2 separate regions of the Mus musculus genome follow, and region 1 is linked to region 2. The links are chromatin contacts, called in public HiChIP or PLAC-seq maps. All regions are on one chromosome and are shown on one strand. The core of a region is the stretch at or near the end of the contact, and the rest is flanking DNA. Distances in the headings are between cores, read along the strand shown.

The links. HiChIP or PLAC-seq counts read pairs in DNA pulled down with a chosen protein or histone mark.
Region 1: a contact with region 2 is called in an H3K27ac HiChIP or PLAC-seq map of embryonic stem cells, with 2.7 times the contacts expected there. The contact joins two enhancer-like sites. A contact is called at or near these places in 7 of 39 promoter capture datasets (the 3T3-L1 cell line, hippocampal neurons, liver and 2 more), 1 of 15 datasets of contacts at CTCF or cohesin (embryonic stem cells), 1 of 484 Hi-C or Micro-C datasets (the G1E-ER4 cell line), 4 of 115 datasets of contacts at active chromatin or transcription factors (embryonic basal ganglia, embryonic midbrain, embryonic stem cells and 1 more) and 1 of 9 other capture datasets (adipose tissue).

What each region holds. Positions count from the first base shown.
Region 1 is chr1:13,603,276-13,608,282 of GRCm38.p6, forward strand. No RefSeq gene overlaps it. Among named protein-coding and RNA genes, the nearest start is that of Tram1, 16 kb to the left of the region's middle. Within about 2 kb of position 3,531, at least 17 of the 459 cell types and tissues checked have an H3K27ac peak or open chromatin away from gene starts, as enhancers often do. A contact at or near this core is called in embryonic stem cells, where this site is marked.
Region 2 is chr1:13,056,778-13,061,578 of GRCm38.p6, forward strand. No RefSeq gene overlaps it. Among named protein-coding and RNA genes, the nearest start is that of Gm39592, 46 kb to the right of the region's middle. Within about 2 kb of position 3,359, at least 5 of the 459 cell types and tissues checked have an H3K27ac peak or open chromatin away from gene starts, as enhancers often do. A contact at or near this core is called in embryonic stem cells, where this site is marked.

The DNA of each region.
Region 1 (5,007 bases), core at 2,281-4,780, 550 kb after region 2:
ATCCAGTCCCCATCTGCCTCCATGACATGGTGCACTGACTTCCCTCACCACTCTTCTTTTTTTTATTCACCCCTCAAAGAGCTGCTGCTTTTCATTTCTAGTGCTGTTGAGTACTGTTGCTGGGTCTACCCATTTCCATGTGTATCGTTGGGTCTGGAAACATTTACCAGTGCCCTGGGCCTAACGCTTTTACTTGCTCTCTCCAAGTCCCCTTTATTTGCTTGTCTTCTAACATCAGACAGAAGCACAAGGAAACCCTGTACCCTTAAAATCTTGGAGGTAGCTAGATGTTTCTGTGGGTAAGGGTAGCTTCCACAGATAAGGGTGACTGCTGACACACCTTACAACCCGGGTTCAGTCTCTGGAACCCCCATGATAGAAAGGACTGATTCTTACAAGTTGTCTTCTGGCCTCTACAGAGGCACCATGGTTTGTGCACCTCCCCATCCCACTAAATAAATAACTTAATTCTTTTTTTTTTAAATGGAAATCTTTAGCTTACTCCACCTTCTCATGCCCCTGAACCTGTCTTTCTGACCACACTGTTGGATAAATGATATTCATTGATGCTCCATGTCTCAGGCTCAACAAGTCCTTCATCATTCCTGTTTCCAGGAGGTACACTTCACTTAGGCAAGTGATTATATAATGTGAGGATGGGAGCTGAAGGCAGTTTCCAAGAAAATTCAGGTGGGTGTTGCTGATGGATGGGGTGATACAGAGCTGGGGGATTGAAATGGCCCCACAGTGACCAGACTATAGTTTTCTCAGCTTGGAGGATTTACTTTTGTTCCTCTCTAAGCTAGTAATTTTTTTTCCAACAAGAGAACATGGATTTATTTGAGACTAAACTAACCAATTGCCTTTGCTTTTTAAGACGCTCTGAATAGATTAAGGAAGATGGATGACCCCTTCTTATTAAGATAGACTACTACTTTAGCAGCCCCCTGTCACTTCCTTACTGCAGTTTCAATTATCCAACATCAACTACAGTTTGAAAATACTACACGGAAAATCCCAGAAATAAAATGCCTGCAAGTTTTTGATAGGATCCATTCCGACTAGCTTGTAGTAACTCTGTGCTGTTTTACACTCCCTCTAACTTGTGTCAATCATTTTTGTGCAGTGTTTCCAGGTGGTTCTCACTACCCACTGATCAGCTACTTAGCTATTCTGTTCATCAGATCATCAGAACTTGTGCTCAAGTAGCCCTAAGTTTATATTTTAATGTCCCTAATTTGCATGAGTAACGGTGCTGGGGATTTAGATATTCCTAAGAAAAGTCAACTGCTTCCAACCCTGAGGCTGTCCAGAGGTTGAAGTCATCTGCTTCTAACCCTGAGGCTGTCCAGAGGTTGAAGTCATCTGCTTCTAACCCTGAGGCTGTCCAGAGGTTGAAGTCATCTGCTTCTAACCCTGAGGCTGTCCAGAGGTTGAAGTCAACTGCTTCCAACCCTGAGGCTGTCCAGAGGTTGAAATCAACTGCTTCCAACCCAGAGGCTGTCCAGAGGTTGAAGTCAACTGCTTCCAACCCTGAGGCTGTCCAGAGATTGAAGTCAACTGCTTCTAAACCTGAGGCTGTCCAGAGGTTGAAGCCAACTGCTTCCAACCCTGAGGCTGTCCAGAGGTTGAAGTCAACTGCTTCCAACCCTGAGGCTGTGGAGACGTTAAAGGAAATGCATGGTAGTTTTGCTGAGTTGCCTCCACAACAAAACCGTAGCTCTAATGTGCGGGAAGTGTTTATTAAGATGAGAAAGGAACTAAAGCACAGCATTTCAAGTCATCTATGGTTATGAAAGAACCTAGTGGGGAAACCCCCACTCAACTCTCGATTTGGCGTGCACCCAAGAATCACGAACAAACAGACCGTCTTGATGTAATAACATGAGGTAGTTTAATGGCAGAGCTCCGGGTCGAAACATATCTCACGCAGGAGACAGTGGATTCGACCACGACGCTTGGAAGCTAGGAGTTTTTATAGAAAAGGGGCTGGGGCTGGGGGAGGAATTGGCGCGGTTTCACATGATTGGTTCATTTAAACATCAGCAGGGAGGAATTGGCGAGGTTTCACATGATTGGTCCATTTAAACATCAACAGACTGTACATGCAGATAACATTTAACTTAGGTCAGAAGGGCGGGAGATAGGGAGGCGCCAGGCCAGTTCAGACATGTCATTCTCTTTATCTTTATGGCCAAGCAGCCTCAGGAATGTCTTAACTATGGGCCTGCCCGGGCATGTCCTGGCCTGTTCTTCTATGTTCTCAGCCCCAGGTTTCAAAGCTCACAAACAACTCTTTGGGCTATTTGACATGAATTACATGAATCACAGGCCTCAAGTTTTATTTTCTTTCATTTACAGTCGTACACTGGCCTCTTGTAGCACATTCTGTTATAAATTTGACTTTTGTAACTGACTTATTTCCCTTTATGTAGCTGATCCCTGTTTCTATTCATCATGGTAACAGTGATCCCAGGTTAGGAACAGTATCTGGCCAATCAATCCCTTATTTGAAGAAAAAGACTACTTAAGTATTATTGTATTTAGGATATGAAACATCTGTCATTCAAAAGACTCACATGTTGAAGGCTTTGTCCCCAGATAGTCCCTAGTACTGTAGGTAGGATACAGAGCAGTGGGTTGATGAGTTCATTAGAATATGTGGCCCACTTGAAGGAAGTATGTCATTGGGCTGTGCCTTTGAAAGGAAGGTATACCTTGTCTCTGGTCACGTGCCCTGTTTTTCTGTGTCCTGGCTGTCATAAAATGAGCCCTCTGCTGTACCACTCCCTGCCCTCAGCTGCTCTGCCTCACTTCAGCCACAAACAGGCATGAGTCTAAACTGCCATGGACTGAAGCCTATGAAATCAGGGGCCAAGATAAAGATCTCCTCTTTTAAGCAACTTTTCTCAAGGAAAACTAACACAGAAAATTGGTGCCAGAAGGAGGGTTGTTACTGAGACTAGACAGTGACTGTGTGGGTCAGAAGATTCTCAAACTGGTTCATGGGGGGCAATTTGGAAAGGCCTTGGAAATTGGATAGAAAAAAATATAAAAAATGTTGTGGGCAAGTGTTACTAAGTTACTCAGAGTGAGCTCGAATGCACACAGGAATACAGGACTACAGGACTACAGATGCTGGGGCTCTGAGTGTGAGGTCTCAAATGGAAGTGAGCTGTCCTGGAAACTGGAGTTGGGTGCCATTCTGGCAACTCTGGCAAAGAATTTGTCTACTTGTTGTCCGTATGCAGATACACTGTAAGCTGGGTTTGAAAGTGACGAACTGAGGGAATTTCAAAGCACCACAGCATTCAGACCCAACCAAGAATATTACTGGCTTCTTTTGGCTGGAGTTATGAAGAAAACCACAGTCTCAGAAATGGCATGGAAAGCTCCGTAAAGCTTGCGCTGGTTAGAGGATGCGAGTTTAAAGCTGGGCCTGGGCCGCAGAGATTTAGGGCTGTACAAAGACCACACCTTACAAACACAATAGGAAGGAAGCCCTCTGGGCTTAGGCACCAGCAGGACCCCACCCACTACAAGCTCAGGGTTTAGTGGAAGAAGGAAGCTTTGTCTTCTGCCTGCTTGCTCTCACTCTCCCTAGCAAGTCTGTCTGCCTTCTTGCTCAGGCACTCCTTCCTCTATATTATTAGAACTGACGACTTCAGGATTTCAACATAGGCCGAAGATCAGCAGTGCTCCAGGGATCCTCCAGGCCTTCAGCTCCAGATTAGGGCTGATGAGACACCAGTCTAGTGAGCTGAGCAACTGTATTGTCTGCCTCTCCAGTGCAGGCAGCCATTGTTAGACTACTCAGACTACATTCTGTAAGGTAGTCTAACAAATCCCCCTTTAATATAAAAGGATGAGGATGGGGGTAGTCTGGGTCAGGTGTGATGCCACACATCTTCAATCCCAGCACTGGGGAGGCAGAGGCAGGCAGGTTTCTTCGAGTTCAAGGCCAGCCAGGGCTGTATGATAAGACCTAGGCTTAAAAACAAAAAAAGAAAACAAATAACAAAAACCAAAACAACGTGCTCTGTTGTGATCGTCTTGGGAAGGACTGCTTAGAGAAGTGTTTTCTGGGTGCACTTAGGCATCTAACAGTCAGAGGCTGTGGCACCATGGCTTGGCTACTACTGAAGCTGGTGACAGAACTCGGTGTTCCTCTTGCACACACGCATAGGCAAGAGCTAAGGAGGTTTCCAAATTTCCAAGGGAGGGCTGGGATCCACAAGGCACAGAAAGGTTAGAAAACCTCTGGAGAGAAGTGGAAGCATCAGCAGAAATAGCAAGAAATAACCTACGGGTTATTATTCCGATGTATATCTCCCAAGGAAATAATAAAGGAAAGGAAAGCCACAGGCAGTGACCAGGACAAGTGGCCATGTGGGCTACACCTGACAAGGCTTTAGGGATGGGGTAGCCTAAGTATCTGGAACTTGATCATGATGACATGAGTCCTGCTGTTCAACACTGAACAATACGATTTAGTGTTTGTCCTCAGGGTCTCAGTCTGCTCCTTCCTCTCCTCCCTGAAGCTGTTTCTCTGTCCATTTCACGTTGGAAGCCTGTGACTATAACAATTTGCCTTGGGTCTCAGAGAGGCCTTCTTTGGACTTGGCAGTGTTGAGAACTGTTGGACTGTTTGAGTTCCTTTCCCTGTTGTTGTGATAAACTACTGTGGGAAAACCAGCCTAAGGCAGAAAGGCTTTGTCTTAGATCCCAGTTTAGGGAAGATGTTGTTTATGGTAGAGAAATCCTGGCAGCAGGACCTGAGTGAGCAGCTTACACTGCATTCACAGCCAGCAGGCAGAGAGGGATGCGGCTCACACCCAGCTAGTTTTCTCTTTTGTATGCAGTCCAGAGCCCAAGCTCAAGGAATGGCTCCATCCACTGTTTGTGTCTTTCAACTCCAATTAACTTAATCAGGACATCCTCCAAGGCATGGTCAGAGGCCTACCTAATCTAAATCTAAGCTAATCCTTCACAGGTGTGCCTGGAGAT
Region 2 (4,801 bases), core at 2,109-4,608:
TTTTTTGTTTTGTTTTGTTTTTTTGTTTTTTTTTTGTTTTGTTTTTTTTGTTTTTTTCCAGACAGGGTTTCTCTGTATAGCCCTGGCTGTCCTGAAACTCACTTTGTAGACCATGCTGGCCTTGAACTCAGAAATCCGCCTGCCTCTGCCTCCTGAATGCTGGGATTAAAGGCATGTGCCACCATGCCCGGCCCACCTGTATCATTTAACATCACCATGGATGCCTAAACTCAGAGAAACATTGGACATCCCTTCATCCTAAGTTTTAGACTATTCTATATTGCCTAGGCAAATTCAAAAATTCTATTAGCTAATATTGGCTAAAACACACCAGCAAAGAGCTCACTGTGTTGTGAGAACATGCCACACTTGCAAAATATCTGGCCTTTAAGGACCCCCTTCCTTGTAAGTAGAAATCGGCCTTTCAAATGAAGAGGGAAACCATTTTTGTTGAGACAGAGACTTTTACTCCACAGCCAAATTTGTCCTGCCTCAGTCACCCAGCCCACCTACCCAAGCCTTCCAATCATTACACACTCGCACACATACACAACCCACATGCATGCACACACTCACACATATTCACACATACACATGCACACACCACACGCACGTGCACACACACACATATGTGTGCACACACTCGCGCACACTCATACACATGCACACGCATGCACATACACACCACACATTTGATCATACTCACATACTGCTCTATTTCCCAACATATCCCTTCCTACTTTCCTGCCTTTCTATATAACCCACTGAGTTTACTTAGGGTTTCTTGCATGGGTGTGGGTTTTATTTCCTGGATCATGGACAACTTGATGGCTATATTGTGCCCATTTTGCAAGCCCTAAAAAACCACCAGGCAGTCAATTCCAATGCAATCAAACTAGGGTCTTTATTTGTTGTGTCCGGCCAGCAGCTCACATGTCTGGGTTCTAGCCTGGAAAGGCATTTTGGAAACCTGGAAGAGAAGAGGGGCTAGGCTGCGCGAGATAAGGACGGAACCAAGTCAAGGCTCTGCTCAAGGTTCAATTTTACTATTCCGACGCTCCGTTATGAAGGAGGGGGAGGGGCCCGATTCCCGCCAAATAATGTTGGAGTAATGTTGCAAGTGAACACCGGATGGCTTCGGAAAAGCAAAGCAGCAAGCTCCAGCAGTGGGCGTGGCAGAACGATTGAGCTGAGCGGCAAGCTCCACCCCTGAGCAAGCAGGTTTCAGGCTGGGGGAGGGGAGACTACATTTATTCTACTCGAGCTTGGACCACACCATCATCACTGATGCAGGAGGATGGGAGGGTAAAGCCCCCAGCTAAGTTTCAAGTAAGCATTTATAGAGTCAACCAAGGAAGCAAGGGGGGGGGGGGTATCCAGTTTGGCACACAACTGATTGGAGGGCTATTATAGAATTTGTTGCCCTTTAAAATGATTGGTTGATGCTGGGAGCCAAACCATAAGCTTTCCTAAGTAAATATCTTTAGGTGCAACTGTAACTTCTGCTGTCCTCTTGATTGGTGGTTGTTGGGGTGAGCTGGGGACCAGTGCTAGCTGCAGGCCTGGTGGTTAACCCAAGTTCAACCTTAGGTTCTCTAAGATGGAGTTGGTTCATCTCCCAGCTACAGTCCTAAAGAAAAGGATGCCTTCTTCTCCAGCAGCTACTGACTGCTGATAACTGCTCAGCCTCACAAGAGGGCTCTAGTGCCCCAGTTCATCCATGATGAAGTGTTGACTGATTTGAGCTTCTGTGGCTCGCCACAGCTGCCGTGAGGTCATGGGTCAATGCCATGTCATGTCCACACATCAGTGCTTCATAGCACTCCTCCTAACCATCTGACTCTTCCTCCATGTTCTCTGAGTCTTTGGGGTTGGAGGGGTTATGATCCCATTCACAGCTAAGCATTCAACAGTGTTAGGGCTTCAATTGAACCTAGGGCTCAACATCTGCACTCTACCTGGAAAACACTCTACCAACTGATACACATCCGCTTACTTCTTTGAGTGATGTTTTTGTCTAGTCAGCTGGTTTTGATATTTTAGAGACAGGGTCTGACCTTGAGATTACTATGTACCCAAGGCTGGCTTTCCACTCCTCATTCTCCCATCTCCACCCACCCTGTTCTGGGATCACCGCACTTACATCTGTTTGTTTCAAACCAGCAAGCTCTCATTGTTGTACTCCTATCCAGGCCATCACTGGTAACAACAGTGCCCACTGACCATGTGTTCTAAGACCCTGAAGGAGAGGCTTCAAATGGTAGCAAATCCTGAACAGGCTGGGTTTTCCTATGTATGTACACCCGTCAAGATGTTTTTCTCCTCCCCACCCATCCCCTGCAGGACATGGACCTGGGCACCCTGTGCCTTTCCACTTATTACCATATCGGAGTCATAATGTACTTTGTTTCTCTGCCAATTAAAGAATTCTGCAAAGCACTCAAGAGGCAGGCAGAGATCTCTGAGTTACAGATCTACCCAATCTGCATAGTGAGTCCTAAGCCGAAGCTACATAGTCTCAAAAGAGAAGTTGTTTTTGTTTTTAATTTTTGTTTTGTTTAAGGCAATGTGCACACAGCTAAGATTGATCTTGAACTCTTGGTCCTTCTCCCCCAACCTCCCGAGTGCTGGGATGACAGGGAGGAACCGCTGTACCCAGCTCTCAGTGTAAATTTTTATTGAGGATCTGTGGGCTACAAAGCAGTAACCATCAATATAATTTGAAAAATGTAACACCCTCTGCTATTCAGTAGGTGTCGATGTTCTACTGCTGTGAAGAGACCATGACCGAGGAAGCACATCTTATAAAGGAGAGCATTTCATTACGGCCTGCCTATACTATAAGAGGTTTAGTTCATCATTAGCTTGGCGAGGAGCATGGCAGCACACAGGAGAAGGAGCTTAGTGTTCTACGTCTGGATCCACAAACAGTAGGGGAGAAAAAGACTCTGAAGTTGGCATGAGCTTCTGAAACCTCAAAGCCAAAACACTTCCTCCAAAAAGATCACTACCCCTAATCCTTTCAAATAATAGTGCCACTCCCTGGTGACCAAGCATTCAAGTCTATGCACTTATGCAAACCATTCTTATTCAAACTACAAAAGAGGGTTAAATGTGTACAGTCTGCCTTTCTGTTAAACTGACCCATCTCAAACTACCACATTCTGGATTTCCTTTCTTCTCTTTCCTCCTCGTCCTCGTCCTCCTCGTCCTCCTCTTCCTCCTCCTCCTCCTCATCCTTTTTCTCTTCCTCTCTCCTCTCTTCTTATTTTTGAGACAGGGGTGTGTTTAGTCCATGCTGGTCTTGAACTTGACACGCCACAATGACAATCTTGAACTGTTGTCATGGAATCCAACACTGGATTGTAAACTGAAATGTGTTAGGAAATGGGCAGTGATGGAGCATATCTTTGATCCCAGTGCTTTGATCCTGAGGCAGAGGCAGGGTGATCTCTGGGTTTAAGGCCAGCCTGGTCTATTGAATGAGTTCCATAATAGCTAGAGCTACACAGAGAAACCCTGTCTTGAAAAACCAAAGGAGAGGTCTGGAAGAGATGGCACAGCACTTAAGAGCACTGACTTCTCTTCCAGAGGTCCTGAGTTCAATTCCCAGCAACCACATGGTGGCTCACAACCACCTGTAATGAGATCTGATGCCCTCTTCTGGTGTGTCTGAAGACAACTATAGTGTACTCATTTACATAAGATAGCACAAAAGATGACTCTATATTGCTCCGGTAACAAGAACACTGAAGAAAACCCTCTCCTTTGGTTTTCTGTATATAAGTTATCTGTTGCTGTATGTCTTCAGACCCAACTGAAGAGAGCATCAGATCCCATTATAGATGGTTTTGAGCCTCCATGTAGTTGCTGGGAATTGAACTCAGGACCTCTGGAAAAGAAGTCAGTGCTCTTAAGTGCTGTGCCATCTCTTCCAGAGCTCTCCTTTGGTTTTTCAAGACAGGGTTTCTCTGTGTAGCTCTAGCTATTATGGAACTCATTCAATAGACCAGGCTGGGAATTGAACTCAGGATCTCTGGAAAAGCAGTCTGTGATCTTAATCACTGAGTCATCTCTCCAGCCTGGTTTTTCTTTTAAACTCTAATAAGAGCACCCTCAAGATTTCTTTTCAGCCAATTCTTAATTTTTTTTTTCAGTAGTAGCAAGGCCAAAAACCCAGAGCGAAGTCCTCAGCTTCTCTGATAACACATAGCAACTCCACCAAGGCTCCTCAAAATCTTCTGTGGCATTCTCACCATGAAGAACAAAAGTAACTGCTGAGCTGTTGAGTCTCTTGGTCCCAGCTATCAAGGCAGATGTGTACCTTCAAAAAGACATCAGTGAGCTGAGGGTGGTGCTTATCAGAAGAATATGTGCTTGGCACTCAGAAGGCTTTTGTGAGGAGCAGCTGATCCCCAGCACCCTGAAAAATCAGGCTGATGCAAGCAAAGCTACTCAATTGTCTGTCTTTGTGTTTCAGTGAATCTGGGAAAGGAAGAAGGCAGGAGGCTGTGGCTCACACCTGAAATCCCAGCACTCAGGAGGCAAAGGCTGAAGGATCACTGAAAAAATGTGAGGCCAACCTGAGCTACGTAATGAGTTCCAGGGTTAGCTCAGGCTATATAGACCTGAGCCTCAGCGGAAGGAAACTGGCTGTGCCTTAGCAAGAGAACACCCGGCAGCATAACTGGAAGAAGGGATGCGGGAGGCTCATCTATTACCTCAAAAAAAAGAGGAATAAGGAGATGGCTTGGCTTTTCAAAGCACTTGCTGCTCCTGCAAAGGACCTAAGTTCAGATCC